Linked DNA regions of Mus musculus: region 1 is linked to region 2. The links are chromatin contacts, called in public promoter capture Hi-C maps. All regions are on one chromosome and are shown on one strand. Each heading gives the region's core, a stretch centred on a gene start, on an enhancer-like site or on the middle of the called end of the contact. The rest is flanking DNA. Distances are from core to core; before and after follow the strand shown.

Region 1 (7,404 bases), core at 3,900-6,399, 480 kb before region 2:
CTTTCTGCTACATTTGTTGTTTAAAGGACTTTTTAAAAAAAGATTTGTTTTAGGTTTATGCGTGCTTAGCCTCCATGTATGCATACCAGGTGCATGCCTGGTGCCCTTGGGGGTCAGAAGAGGGCATTGGATCTCCTGAAGTTGGTGTTTTGGATGGTTGTGAGCCACCATGTGGGTGCTGGGAACAGAACCCAGGTCTTCTGCAAGGGCAACAACTGCTCTTAACCATTGAGCTGACTCTCCAGCCTCTCTCTTTTATTTGATTTCTTTAGACAGATCTTACTGTGTAGCCTTGGCTGGCCTGGAACTTATTTTTTATTTTTCTGGTTTTAGAGCTTTATTGTAGGAAGGTAGGGAGAAAGAGAGAAGGTAGAAAGAGGGAGGCCGTCCATGGCCACGTGGGGGTTGGGGGAAGGGAGAGAGAGGAAGGCTAGAGATGAGAGTAAGGAAGGTGAAAGCTTAAACAGGGCCTGGAACTTTTTATACAGACCAGGCTGGCCTCAAAATCAAATCTAGTTGCCTCTGCTCCAGAGTGCTAGGAGCAAAGGCACGCAACCACCATACCCAATTTACTAAATATTTTTATTTGAGAAACCAGTTATTTTTCTTAAAATGTTATTTTTAACTTTTTTTTGCTATGGAAGTGTAACTCTAAGTTGTAATTCGTATCAGTTCCTAACAGGGTTAATATCATCAGCCGCAAACTACAGAAACAGCCACACGAGTGCCCCCAACTGAAGAGCATCCTTGAGATCCAGCCCTTAGAGGTTGTGTTCCTAGAACATCCCAGCAGGCACACGTGGACATAGGCTCGGGCACCCGGGAAGCAGGCTTCCGGTGCAGCCCACTGGTCACAGGCTCAGAGCATCTATTCCTTGCAGACTTCTCCCGCGGCGAAGGAAAGGAGAGTTTGGTAGTGTTCAGGTTCTGTGTATGCCTTGTGCTTCCTTGCTGCAGGGTTCCAAGCCTTTGAGGTCCAACTGGTGCTGAGGCAGGCCCTCCCCAACATCTGGACAGTGCTGAAAGAGGAGTGGGTGAGTCCCTGCCTAGGTGTATGTCCTTAGTGCCCCCAGCTGAATCTGGCCTCCGAGAGGCTTCTGTTTCCTGTTTCTCTCTGTGGTAAAGACACATATGCTGCTTTCCAGCTGCATTGCCAGGCTCCCGCTCAGAGCACGCGTGTCTCTCTTCGCTGCTGCAGGTGATTGTGAAGAAGGTGAGCCAGCCACAACGCTGGTACCTTGAGCACGCCTCTTGTGACCAAGTCAGCTGTTGGAAGGAACAGATTCTTCTCTCTGCAAGAGGCTTCTCTGTCTTTTTCCAGATGTTGGTGAAAGCCCAGAAGGTAGGGAACAGCCCTTCTCTTGTTTCTGCTTGGCCTTTCCATCATCTTTTGTATTTCTAGCAGTGGAGTTTGAAAGCCGCTCTGCTAATAAAGTTATCTTTCTTCACTTGACCTAAAGCCAAGAAGTGATTAGAGATTTTTTTTTTTAAGTGATTCTTGGGGGCTGGAGAGATGGCTCAGTGGCTCAGGGCACTTGCTTTTGCGGAGGACTGAGGTCTGGTTCCCAGCACCCGCAGGGCCTCCCCAGCCATCTGTAACTCCAGTGGATCTGACTGGCTGTGGACACCAGGCAGACATGATATATAGACATACGTGCAGCCCAAGCACCTATATAACAAAATAAGTGACAGGTACATTTTTTTTTTTTTTTTTTTTTGGTTTTTCGAGACAGGGTTTCTCTGTGTAGCCCTGGCTGTCCTGGAACTCACTTTGTAGACCAGGCTGGCCTTGAACTCAGAAATCCGCCTGCCTCTGCCTCCCAAGTGCTGGGATTAAAGCCGTGCGCCACCACGCCCGGCTGACAGGTACATTTTTAAGGTGACTCTTTGTCTTTGGCAAATTGCTTCTGGCTTCGTGGGCATAGCCTTGCTTTTTCTGTGGTTGGTTAGTTTGAGGGGAGACAGTGCCTGAGATTCTCCTGTGTCTTTGTTCCTTGCAGCAGCATGGGAATTTTAACAGCAACGACCTAAAATTGCTTAGAGAAACTGTGTGCCTCACAGATTCCCAGTGTGGACCCTGCCTCAGGGTCCCTTCTGTTCATTCACCTCCCCTCTCCCCCTCTCCTCCCCTCTCTGTCTCCCTGCTCTATTCCCTCCCTCCATCTTTCTCCTCCCCTCTCTGTCTCCCTGCTCTATTCCCTCCCTCCATCTTTCTCCTCCCCTCTCTGTCTGTCTCCCTGCTCTATTCCCTCCCTCCATCTTTCTCCTCCCCTCTCTGTCTGTCTCCCCGCTCTATTCCCTCCCTCCATCTTTCTCCTCCCCTCTCTGTCTGTCTCCCCGCTCTATTCCCTCCCTCCATCTTTCTCCTCCCCCTCTCTGTCTGTCTCCCCGCTCTATTCCCTCCCTCCATCTTTCTCCTCCCCTCTCTGTCTGTCTCCCCGCTCTATTCCCTCCCTCCATCTTTCTCCTCCCCCTCTCTGTCTGTCTCCCGCTCTATTCCCTCCCTCCATCTTTCTCCTCCCCTCTCTGTCTGTCTCCCTGCTCTATTCCCTCCCTCCATCTTTCTCCTCCCCTCTCTGTCTGTCTCCCTGCTCTATTCCCTCCCTCCATCTTTCTCCTCCCCTCTCTGTCTGTCTCCCTGCTCTATTCCCTCCCTCCATCTTTCTCCTCCCCTCTCTGTCTGTCTCCCTGCTCTATTCCCTCCCTCCATCTTTCTCCCCCCCCCCTCTGTCTGTCTCCCTGCACTATTCCCTCCCTCCATCTTTCTCCTCCCCCTCCCTGTTTCCTTCCCTCTTTCCACCCCAGAGTCCCATTACCTTGTGTGGGAGCTGAAAGACACTGAAGGTGGATTTTATCAAGTATTGTGGGAAATATTTTTAAAAAATGAACCTGTTAACTCCCAGCGGGGCCAGGCCACACTCCTGCGCTCCTGCCACCACCACCAACTCTCTAGAGCTAGCCCCTGCACCAGGTGATCACACTCGCTCAGTCTCTTGGCCTGCCAACTTGCCAACCCTGTAAGGCCACATGGCTCCCACTGGGCCATCTCTTGGATGCCCCACCCCACCCCCCGAGTTCCTCTCGCTTTCATGCAACATCCCATGCACCCCTGGTTAGCCATCTCAACACCTAATTACTGGGTAGAATCAAGACTCTTAACCAGTCAGATTTATGTATCAATAATAACACAATTTAGAAGATGCCAATACAATAATTTCAGAGCCAAATGGTAATGATAAAGCCAATTATTCTAACCTTTTGATAGCACCACGTCAGCCTCCATTCTGGTTCTCTCACTCCTCCTCAGACCACACTTTCTGTCGCTTCAAAACCTCTCTGATCCTCCCTTCTCCTGTCCAACCACAAGCTTCCCACTGCCCTAATGTGATTGGACAGGGAAAATCCCGCAACAATCAAGTGATCTAAAACTATATTCTTTATTGGAAAAAAAAAAACAAAAACAAAAACAAAACCTGCTTTAGAGCAAGTTTCGGCCCTGATTTTTAGAATTCCTTTCTCTCACCTGTTGCTTTTCTCCAAGTAGCCCTTGGTAGGACATAACATGATGATGGACCTACTGCATCTCCATGAGAAGTTCTTCCGACCTCTTCCAGGTAGGGGTGAAGCCGGGTTCTTCTTCTGGCCTCAGGTCTGTGTCTGTACCACCTTCTGAGAGAGAGCAGGGAGCTGTCCTCAGGGAGCCTGAATCTGATTACATAACCTCCTCCTGTGACTGGCCCATGGTGTGACCTTGGGCAAGGTCACAAATGTATGAAGGAAAGAACCCACCTTTCATTGCTTGACACTTTGGATTTCCTCCCTTGTTTTGAGTCTTTACATACTTGTGTAGGCTGTGTATTTCATCTTTTTTTTTTTTATTAATTTATTTATTTATTACATGTAAGTACACTGTAGCTGTCTTCAGACCCTCCAGAAGAGGGAGTCAGATCTCATTACGGATGGTTGTGAGCCACCATGTGGTTGCTGGGATTTGAACTTCGGACCTTCGGAAGAGCAGTCGGGTGCTCTTACCCACTGAGCCATCTCACCAGCCCCTGTGTATTTCATCTTAAGGTTGGCTTTTCCTCCTCATGCATTAGAGACCTAACGGAGGTCTAGATGTTTCAGGGACTGCCTTGGCTCCTGTCTGGTGGCCGTGCTCCGTTCCACACCTGAGTCTGTCCTTGGACAAATGGCAGTACGGCAGAGTGGGTTGTGTGTGTGTGTGTGTGTGTGTGTGTGTGTGTGTGTATGTGTATGTGTGTGTGTGTGTATGTGTGTGTGTGTGACCTTCAGCTGGTGCCTTTGCCTTCTCTGCTTACCTATGAGGTGAGATGGGCAGAAGCGACCTCAGCTTGGTGGCAGGCACAAGAGGGTTCACAGAGATGTGGTAGGCACTAGACGGGAAGGGACAGGAAGCTCCAGGAGGGTGCTCTGTAAAACAGGACTGGACAGAATAGCTGCGTTTGAGCATATTGGAAGAATTAGAGGCAATGATTAAGGTACACACAAAAACTCGAGCAAACAGAGAAAACAGTCAGTGGGAGAGGAGAAGTGAGGCAGATAGGGAAGTTCCCGCAGCGGGTGGGCTCCCTGTGGCCCTGGGGGCTGTAACTGTGGAGAGGACCCGTGGGAGATGTGAGCAGTGGGCAGCTGGGAGGAGGAGAAGGAGGAGGTCAGGACTGTTTCACAAGTCCACAGCTGTCGCAGTACACCGTGAGCTGGACGCAAGGACCCCCGGGAGAGGCCCTGGCAGGTGTTCTGTCGGGGTGGGCCAGGGAGTATGGTGGAGAATCCTGGGGCTTCTTGCTTGGGGGTTGTGGTGAGGTTTTGTGTGCAGTAAACTTCAGTATCTAGGTGCAGTGTAATTGCACAGAGTATAACCTATTAAGTGTCTATTAAAAACCCCTTTCTTACCAGAGTGCTTTACTTAGTTATAAGGTATTCAGTTGAATTGTCTTGGATTGTTATCTGCATAGCCATTTATTACTTATGTGTGTCTTCCTGAGCTCCTGGGGTGGTGTTAGCTGATGACCACAGTGCACTGGGCCTTGAGTTTGGTGGGAAGCCATGTAACCTTTACCATAGAAAGTGGCAGTGGCCTCGTGGCTGGAGAGCCAAAGTCCTCCATGAGGATTAGAAATATTTCTAGTTTGTGTCTTGTTCTCGCTGCTTTACTGGTTGGCACTGGGCAGCGGCAAGGCGGACTGGAGGCTGGCTCCATGTGCTTCCACTAACCCACAAATTCACGTGTCCCGTTTGGACCTTCCCCCTCAGAAAGCTATGATCAGTTTAAGCAGAACATCCATAGCCTGTTTCCTGTCCTCATTGACACTAAGAACGTGACAAAGGACATCTGGAAGGTAAGGAGTGGCTTGCTTTGGGGTAGGGTGTTGAATTTCATACTTGTGACACTTTTCAATGGATTTTCACATATTCCAAGCCCCAGTTGTGATGTATTTGTAGGTAAATAGTGTAGTTTTCATTGGACAATAGAGCAATAATTCTGTGGGCATTTTATTCTGTTTCGGTTTTTAGGATAGGGTCTTGCTAGGTAACCTAGGCTGACCTTGAACTCACAACAGCCCCCACTCCTCCCACCCCCACCCCACCCTCGGCCACCTCAGCCTTCCACATCCTAGGATTAAAGGTATACACTATCATGCATGGTCCAAACAGTTTATTTTAGAGCTTACTACATATTTTATAAACCTATGAGGGATTCCCAGAAAGTATTATTCTAGAGGATAAGGCGCCCCTTGTAAAGTCTGGAGAAAACCCCGTTGTCAAGCACTGAAGTCATGGGTTCTCTGACAGAGTTAGAATCTCAGGAGAGGTTGCAAACTGATCCTGGCTCCACTGTCCACTTTATGCGTGGTCCAGAGTGGGGGCAGGCGATATTCCAAAAGCTCCCCAGGTGACTGTCCTATAGCCCAGGCCACACACAACGTGTAGAAAAGGGAAGCATTGGGTTACTTTAAATGCTTTTAGGAATTAAACAGAATAACAGCGCAAGGGGAACCCATCAGGGGTTTAAAGCCGCAGGTTCAAGTGGGCCATCCGAGGAGGGGCAGCAGAACTCGGAAGGAAGGGGCTCCTCAGAGCATTTCTGCCCAGAAGAGGCCTTGGGTGTTTGATCTTGGGACTTAGTAATCTGACGTTGCCCCAAGGCCTCTGCTCCCCAGAAAACCAGCTATTCTGCAGATAGAGCCCCGCCTTAGCCCAGAGTCTCAGATTCCTGTGTTCACATACTTCCTAAACAGAAGGTGTGAGTTCTGTGGCTGACACTGACCTCTACCAGGGTCACTGGGACGTCTTCTGTGATGCCCCCAGAGTCCTGCTCTCCTGACCCTGGGATGGTGTCAAGGCCAGCATTTGCCAGGTCCATGTAGTGACCCTTTGCGAGGCCTGCAGCAGATGGTGACCCCAAGCACAGTGCTCCGTTCTTCATGATTGCAGGAACTGCGTTTCCCACGGGTCTCCAACCTCTTGGAAGTGTACGAAGTGCTGAGCAGGTGAGGAAGGTGTTTCTAGAGCAAGGCCTGCAGCCTCAGCTGCCCTCTCTCTGATTTTAACTTATTCCAAGCCCCCTGGTTTTGATATCTTTGTATGTAATTGGCATGCTTTTCACTAGAGAGCAAAATAATAATTTTGTGGACCTGCTCCCTAGAACACAGCTGCTTGGACCTAACGTCCCTCCACCCAGCTCCTCATGCCTCTGTCTTGACCCCACTTCTGAAAAAACAAAAAATAAAAAAATCCCCTCAGAGGTCAAGGTCTGAGCCTGCTGCCTGTCTTCTTGAACATTTTATAAGTTCTGTCATCCTTATTGACATTCCTGTCCCCAGCAGACACATTCACCTTTCTTACTGGTTTCTTTTGAGGCAGGACCTCAGGTGGCTTGGGCTGGCCTTGAATTTGTTGTATAGACAGGGATGACCTGAACTTCTGATCCTTCTTCTGTCTCTCTTCCAAATGCTGAGATTATAGGCCTGTACCAGTATGCTCAGTTTTATGGGGGTGTTGGGGCTAGAACTCAGGGCTTTGTACATGCGAGGCAAGCACTTGAATAGCTAAGCTGTATCCCACATACCCTCCTTGTCTGAGGCCAGCAGGGCTGCTCTCTTACTCGCTTACCACCCTTTCCCTGCATCCTCCCTTCTCTTAGACCCTGCCTGCTTGTCCTTTTCCCAGGTATCCAAGCCGCCACACCCTTTACCATCTAAAACTTAAAACCAAGCTGCTCACTTTTTGACCCTCTCCCTGGCTCCCATGGTAACCCATAGTTTTCGAGAGAACTTGTGGGAAATATGTGCCATCAGGTTGTAGGATAAGAGTCAGAACTTCTTCACTGGTGGGAAGCCTTTGGTGGGGTGCCTAAAACTGGTATAGTAACATACCTGT
Region 2 (6,715 bases), core at 1,252-3,751:
TTTTTCCAAACACCCTAAGCCCTCTCCCCATATTCAGTAAGCTTTAGTAAGCAGAGGTTTTGCTCGGCCTTCCACCTAGTCAGTTATTCCTCATCTCCCTTTCAATCCAATCAACAAACCGTGAGACACGAACGTAGACACCAGGCTTATTGGGGCGAGCACAGCCAAGACCCCAAGAAGTGACTCCTTGTAAAATGTACTTGTCCTTCTCGAAGCAAACCAGAGGTCCTCCACTGTCGCCCTAGATGAGGGAGGGAAGAGTCCATATGAGAAGTGAGCTACACCGGTATATTATGGGAGGCTATCTTTGTGTTGTCTCTCTGTGGGATTCCTCCGCAGGCCATGAGTTGTCAAATCCTCTCAGACTGAAAGTCCAAGGGGCAGAGACGTGTCAACCCAAGACCATCTCGGTCTCTTCTCTTACCTGGCAGCTGTCGACGCCACCAGCCAGTTGCCCGGCACAGAGCTCCGTGGATTTGACTCTGTTGTTCAGATACTCGACGCGGTTGCACACCTTGTTCTCAATCACAGGCAGCTGAGCCTCCTTGAGACGACCGGCACCGAAAGTCCCTGTGATGATCAGTAGAGATGCAATTAAACAGGGTGCCCAGGAAGCTTCCAGAATGACACAGCAGCAGGTATAGATCTCTCATTTGTGTGGTTGTGTGGCACAGGGAGACACTGTTAACACCTATGAGCCCTTCAAGTTGTGAGCGTTACACACCATGTTAAACAGGGTTCCCAAAACCTGCTGCAGCATTCCGGCTTCTCCATGGCATTTGCAGCTTTGCTATTTGTCCACATATTATTTCCAGTTTAAAACAAAAGACAAATACATTTGAAGAGAGGGGGCTTTAAAAGCTCAGTTGCTACTATTGTAATGTGTTCTTTTTCAGGCTTTCTATACTTTATTTACACCTATATAATACTGCTCCATTTTAAATCCCTCCCCCACCTGCTCATTATAGCATAAAGGGGGATGGGGGTAGGGCGGGCAGAGACCAACCTCAGGTGTCATTCATTCCTCAGGCACTGCCCACCTTCCTTTTGAGACAAGGACTCTCTCTGACTTAGATCTTACCACATAGGCTAGGCTGACTGTCCATCAAGCCCTAGGGACTGCCCTTGTCTCCACCTCCCCAGCACTGGGATTACAATGGGGCTACCATGTCCAGATCGTTTTACCGTACATGGGTTCTGGGGATCCAATGCTGTTTTCCACATGGACACAGCTGAGACTTCTCCATATTTTCAATGGAAAAGCCTATTTTCCAATTTGGCAAGCCCCATTTGCAAGGTAAGCAATTTACCATAAGAACAATGTGTGTGTGTGTGTGTGTGTGTGTGTGTGTGTGTGTGTGTGTGTGTGTTGGGCACCACTCCTTGAGATGATGTGTGAGCCCTAAGGATCCACATGCTTCCACCTCCCTGGAACTGGTATTACAAGTATACACCACCAGGTCCGTATTTACAGTTCTGGGGATCCAAACCAAGTCTTTATGCATATAAGGCAAAAGCTTTACCAACTGGGCCATCTCCCCAGACCTTGGGACATTTTAATAATGCCACAATCTCCCTGATAGCTGAGTGGAGAATGATTATCTAGTGGTCGTGGGGTTTTCTCTTGCCATTAGGGAAATGGTTTAGAAAGACAACGATGGTCGCTCCACACTGTAAACGGACGGCAGGCATTTCAGACTGTCCCTTTTATGTGTGGATACTAATGGCCTCCCCAAAGCCATATCTTTGACTAATCATTAACTGTTCAAGGAACAAGCTGGTAACATAGTACAATTTCATTTAATTCATCTAATTAATTCATTTACTTCTTGCACCAGTTCCAGAAAGTAGCAACTTCTATGATTCCTGATAGGCAATTAAGGAAACCAAGGCTTAGTGTGGACAGTGTTTACCTGGAACTTGGAGCTGTGGGCCCTTCCCGCCCCCACTCCCTGTTCACAAAGGCTCCACACCTCTACCTCTGCCATCTATTTTCAGCCCATGATATTTTCTTAAGTCTAAGTTCTCAGAAACAACATATACATGTTTATATTCAGGATATTTTCGAGATAGGTATGGCCAGAAAACACACCAGAAAACATCAGTCCATAACACCCTCACGAGTGTCCACGTTGAACTATTATTAAAATATTAATAATTTTTAACTAGCTAATGTAATAGGTGTAAATTGTTTTGATTCATTTTTCTAATCTATATTTCTCCAGCAATGAGAGAAAGGGAACATTTAATCCCTTACTCGATTTATGAGTTGTATCTCTTCTTTATATATTAAAAAACAAAAACAAACAAACAAAACAGAAACAAACAAACAAACAAAAAAACCCTGCTGCTTTTGTGTGCCAGACGCCAGACTGAGCCAGAACACTTGCAGCAATGCCAGAGGAAGGGCTGTTGTGCAGAGGGATCCACCCAGGACTTAGCGAGCTTGACGAGAACCCAGCTTTCCAGTTTGCAAGCCCAGCTTTCTCCAGAGTTTTGTAACACGCTTTTGCTTTGCTAGCACAGAGCAGCCAAGAAATAAAGGACAGTGCCTTCCCCTGACACTTGGACTAGACTTGTCTTAGGTTCAGAAAAATGTGTAATCTGTCTGGTGATTATAGGAGCTGGAAGAGACATGTCTTAAGGTCATGGGACCAGAAGGGATGGTGGGCATTGCTCGAACTAAGTCCAGGAGTGGAGATACATATTAGGCTGAAATTGTTCTGAGCCCTGAGGAAACCACCTCTGGGTGGTTTACAGGACGTTGTGGTCTGTGAAGATATGCTGCCATCTGGTGGCCAAAGGAGAGAAGGCATCTCTGGAGGCCTGAAGGGTACTAGTAAATGACCTAGGGGCAAAAGCCCTACTGGGGGGGGGTGGGGGGGCACCAGGCTAAGTCTAGCAGTAGTCAGGCCCCCTGAAAATCCAGGAGGACAGCAAAAACCAATCTAGAAGAATCCTCAGCCTCAACACCAGCTAGCCATTGGAGTTTGAAAATCTGAGAAAGCCTGAGGCGTGAAGTGAAGAGAGATTTACCTAGGAAGCTAAAATCGCTGATTGACTAGATGTCGTTATTGCCATCTAGTAATGGTGAGGTGGAAATGATGATGACGATGATGGTGATAAGGGTGACTGTGAATGATGGGGATGTTGGTGATGTTGATGTTGGTGATAGAGACAAGTCTAGCCACAGCGTCTGGGGAAGGGACTGTCCGTGATTTCTGGGCTGCTCTGTGCTAGCAAAGCAAAGGCATGCTACAAAACTCTGGAAAAAGCTGGGCTCAGCAGCAGCAGCTGCAGTTTGCAACTGTAACAGAAGTATGTTTACTCAGGTCTTTATGGATACGGGGAACAGAGAAAGGGGGTTCTGGTGCTCAATGGGCTACCTCCCCCTCTTACCATCCCCCCCACCCCCAAAATGCCCATGGTATGTCCAGAGCTATGTCTCCTAGTTGTCCAGTTGACAATGAAGATCAATCACAAAGTTGATTTTGGGGGTGGGGAGGCGGGGCTTAGAAGCCTTTCACTCAACATTCCAAGGGCGGCTGAGGGATCAGCTCTTGTTGTGTACGGGCGTGCGTGGGCCTTGCCCCCAACTACAGAGCAGATCATGTAGCAAAGGTCTGAGCCAGGCGGAACTGGTTCAGAAAAACGTGGCTCAGGACCAGAGTCTGAGCTTTCCCAGCCTAGGCAGGTTATTGTTCCCACTGTGGGAAAAGTGACACCCTTTATTCCCATTGAGAGAGCCAAAAGTAACCCAACATCTGTAGCCACGATCCTCGTGTGACCTGAATGACTCCCAGATGGTGGCTGGATAGAGCCCGAGGTCCCAGGCCAGCACTAGAGAGGTCTGACTTTCTTGATCACTAGAAATTTCTCTCCTTCTGCTTAAATCAATTGGAGTTGGGTTTTCTCTCATTGCTTCTCCCACCACAGCCCTACAGCAGGCCTCCAGCCTAGGAGACCACTAGGGAGATCTCCCTAACTGTCCACAGCTGGTGAGCGGGAAGCGGGGCTCCTCCCCAGGTCTCTGCAGCCAGCCTCTGCTTTTCCTGCTGTACCTTCCTCCACACACACACACACCCGCACCCCTCCCCCCACCCCTCCCCCGTCTCTGAACATCAGGCTCCTCGTCTGCACATAGGAACAACATCTAACTCCCATGAGTTTGTAGCACACAGGTTTTTTTCTTTAAATGCAAACCACTTAAGGACGACCTAGCACTTCCATGGGTAAAACATCAGTTTCCAAGGTTCCAAAGTTCCTGTTCCAGGACCTCAATGCTGCAGAATCAGAAGTGTGGGAAAAGGAGACAGGAAATCAGGGAAATGGGAGAAGCCAAGTTTGGAATGATCAAGCCTAGCCATTGTGTGTGTGTGTGTGTGTGTGTGTGTGTGTGTGTGTGTGTGTGTTCCACAAAATCGTTCTTTGAAAGAGAGTCCCCAAAGTAAATACAGATTGTGATGGGGAAGCCCGCACAGAGCTCTCTTCCTGCCCCGTCAGCTGTACCAGGACACCTGGGGCCTCTCTCCCCCTCCCAGTTGTCAGCTTATCCCATACTAATGGCCTCTCACACATATTAACTATAATGAGTATTTGGAAAGACTGGTTTAGCTACAGTTTATGTTGTGATTCTGTTTTTGAGAACGTAAAATAGTAAAGTCACATGATTAAGTCGAGGCTAATCTGTGGATTGTGCCGAAGCCCTCTCCCCTGGGCAAAAGGCAACAGTGGGCCAGAAGAGTCTAAGGGACACTCCCTGGCATCCTCCTCAAGTCTTGGTGACCGATCATGGAGATGTAGCAAGTGCCCAGACAAATCTAGAAAGGGGCTGGGCCACATTCACAGGCAGGACTTGCTACAACTCACTCTGAACGGTTCCTTTTGCCGTACAGTCTGTAGTCAAGGCCAGTTTGTCTCACCTTGAGTCTCTCCCCAGCCGGTGATGTAACATATTGTCCGGTCAGCAACCATGTAATTTGGAGATGGCAGACAAGCTGGAATGACTTTATCCGTGATGGTGGCTGGGCTGAAAGGAGTATATCAAATGTTGCGTCAACTGCTCTGCAGGAGACCCCCACCCTTCACCTGCAGATCACCCACAGCCGAGTGTACCCTCCTCTGTGTCCCAGCATTCCTCAGGCTGGTATCTCTTTACTTCACTGACATAGAACAGTATAGAAAACCCTTCATTCTCACAGTACTCTACAATGTCCTACAAGCTAAAGAATCCATTGTATGGGAGGGGATGTATGTTTGTTCGCATGTGTCCATGCAGGAACCAAATGCACACTTGTGCATATGCATAGAAAGTCCAGAGATCAGTTTCAGGTGTCTTCCTCAATTGTTCATCCCCTCAGTTTTGGAGACAGGGTCTGTCACAGAACCTGGAGTTCACTGAGTCAGCGAGACTAGCTCTAGGAGTCCTCCTGTGTCTCCCCCTGGGCCCCAGTGTTGGGGTTACAGGTGCATATCTTCATGCCAAGCGTTTGACATAACACTGGGGATTTGAGCTTGGGTCTCCACGCTCGTGCGGCAAGTGCTTTACCAACTGAGCCCTGTCCTGTGGTTTGTGACTTGCTATTCAATGTAAGAGGGTGCCTTTCTGTGGATGGACCATCCAGATGCTATCCAGCTACACTAAGATCAAAAGGTGTTTGGCCGAGGCTATTTATTCTACCTTTCTGCGTCCCAGATCTTCTCGCCTGTTAAATGCTGAACTGCTTACAAGAATCTGGACAAGTGGTGTTCACCAAGAGAAAGTGATTTGGAAGTGAGCTCTTCACAGAAGTGAAACAGCTCTGTTTTCAAAGAACCTGCACCTAAATAGAGTTATAAAGTTCCATGGATTCACACGTATTCTAACTTTGATTTTTTTTTTTCAGACCCAAAGCCTTAGTGCATTCAAGAGATTAAAAAAAAAAAAAAAAGACTGGAAATGAGGAACGCCCTGTTTTCATCCAGGACCCACACTGTCTCCAGCTTTGCAGCAGACATGATTTCCCAGAATGACCAAAACAGACCCAGCTTCTCACAGGAATGTCATGCATAGGGTCCTTTACAGGACACCAAGACCTTTGCTCTTCGGTCTGTGGGGTGCGGCTATGATACAATCAAAGCCAGAAAACGTCAGGCTGTCAGAGAGCAAGGTCCTCCTATTTGCTGAATGACCTGTTCAAGCCCTGGATCACCCTAGTGAATCCAAGGGAACCACTCAGGCAGGTCTTGTATTCATTCATTTACTGGGATGCAAGGGAAGGCTCTGGGGACATGAGGGACATCAGCTGATTTATAGAGTAACTTCCTGTCCCTCCTTCTAGCTTTCTAATACATCAAAATGTCCCAAGACATCGCCTCTCTGTTTACAGCCCAGAACCATGGCCCAGTGTTTGAGACCAGAGAACTCCCTCCAGCAGCCTGCGCTGACTGGACCAGTCCTTGTTTCTGCCAGAATCATCTCCCTGTCATCTGGAAGCCATCAGGCACAGCTAATGTGCACTGCGTGCCTGTTGCCTGTCCCAAAAGTGTTATTTCTCAAAATAGCTGACCGTTTGTGAGCTGTGTCCACGGGGGTGGACCTGCTTCCAAACATTCCTAATTCCATGGAACAAGCCTAATTACCCAATGTCTAGCTTTAAAAAATACATCTCAGCAGGGAAAATAAGGACAGAAAGAAGAACAATGGAAATGAGACTTGCGTTTGTGTTTGTGAATT

Evidence for each region. Capture Hi-C pulls out chosen DNA fragments and counts their contacts.
Region 1: a promoter capture Hi-C map of adipose tissue shows a contact between it and region 2. The contact joins two enhancer-like sites. A contact is called at or near these places in 6 of 39 promoter capture datasets (the HPC-7 cell line, cranial neural crest, frontonasal cranial neural crest and 3 more), 1 of 15 datasets of contacts at CTCF or cohesin (the NIH/3T3 cell line), 3 of 484 Hi-C or Micro-C datasets (the HPC-7 cell line, cerebellum and cortical neurons), 4 of 115 datasets of contacts at active chromatin or transcription factors (astrocytes, embryonic limb bud, embryonic stem cells and 1 more) and 1 of 9 other capture datasets (adipose tissue).

The regions. Positions count from the first base shown.
Region 1 is chr17:12,893,471-12,900,874 of GRCm38.p6, reverse strand. Pnldc1 (poly(A)-specific ribonuclease (PARN)-like domain containing 1) reads left to right here. Exons shown (of 19, transcript NM_001034866.1): 8 at 958-1,034; 9 at 1,199-1,342; 10 at 3,545-3,614; 11 at 5,278-5,363; 12 at 6,460-6,515. Among named protein-coding and RNA genes, the nearest start is that of Pnldc1, 13 kb to the left of the region's middle. Within about 2 kb of position 5,149, at least 7 of the 459 cell types and tissues checked have an H3K27ac peak or open chromatin away from gene starts, as enhancers often do. A contact at or near this core is called in adipose tissue, where this site is marked.
Region 2 is chr17:12,412,492-12,419,206 of GRCm38.p6, reverse strand. It overlaps Plg (plasminogen), which reads right to left. Exons shown (of 19, transcript NM_008877.3): 17 at 4,923-5,029; 18 at 425-570; 19 at 1-241. The coding sequence ends at 80. Among named protein-coding and RNA genes, the nearest start is that of Plg, 37 kb to the right of the region's middle. Within about 2 kb of position 2,501, at least 48 of the 459 cell types and tissues checked have an H3K27ac peak or open chromatin away from gene starts, as enhancers often do. A contact at or near this core is called in adipose tissue, where this site is marked.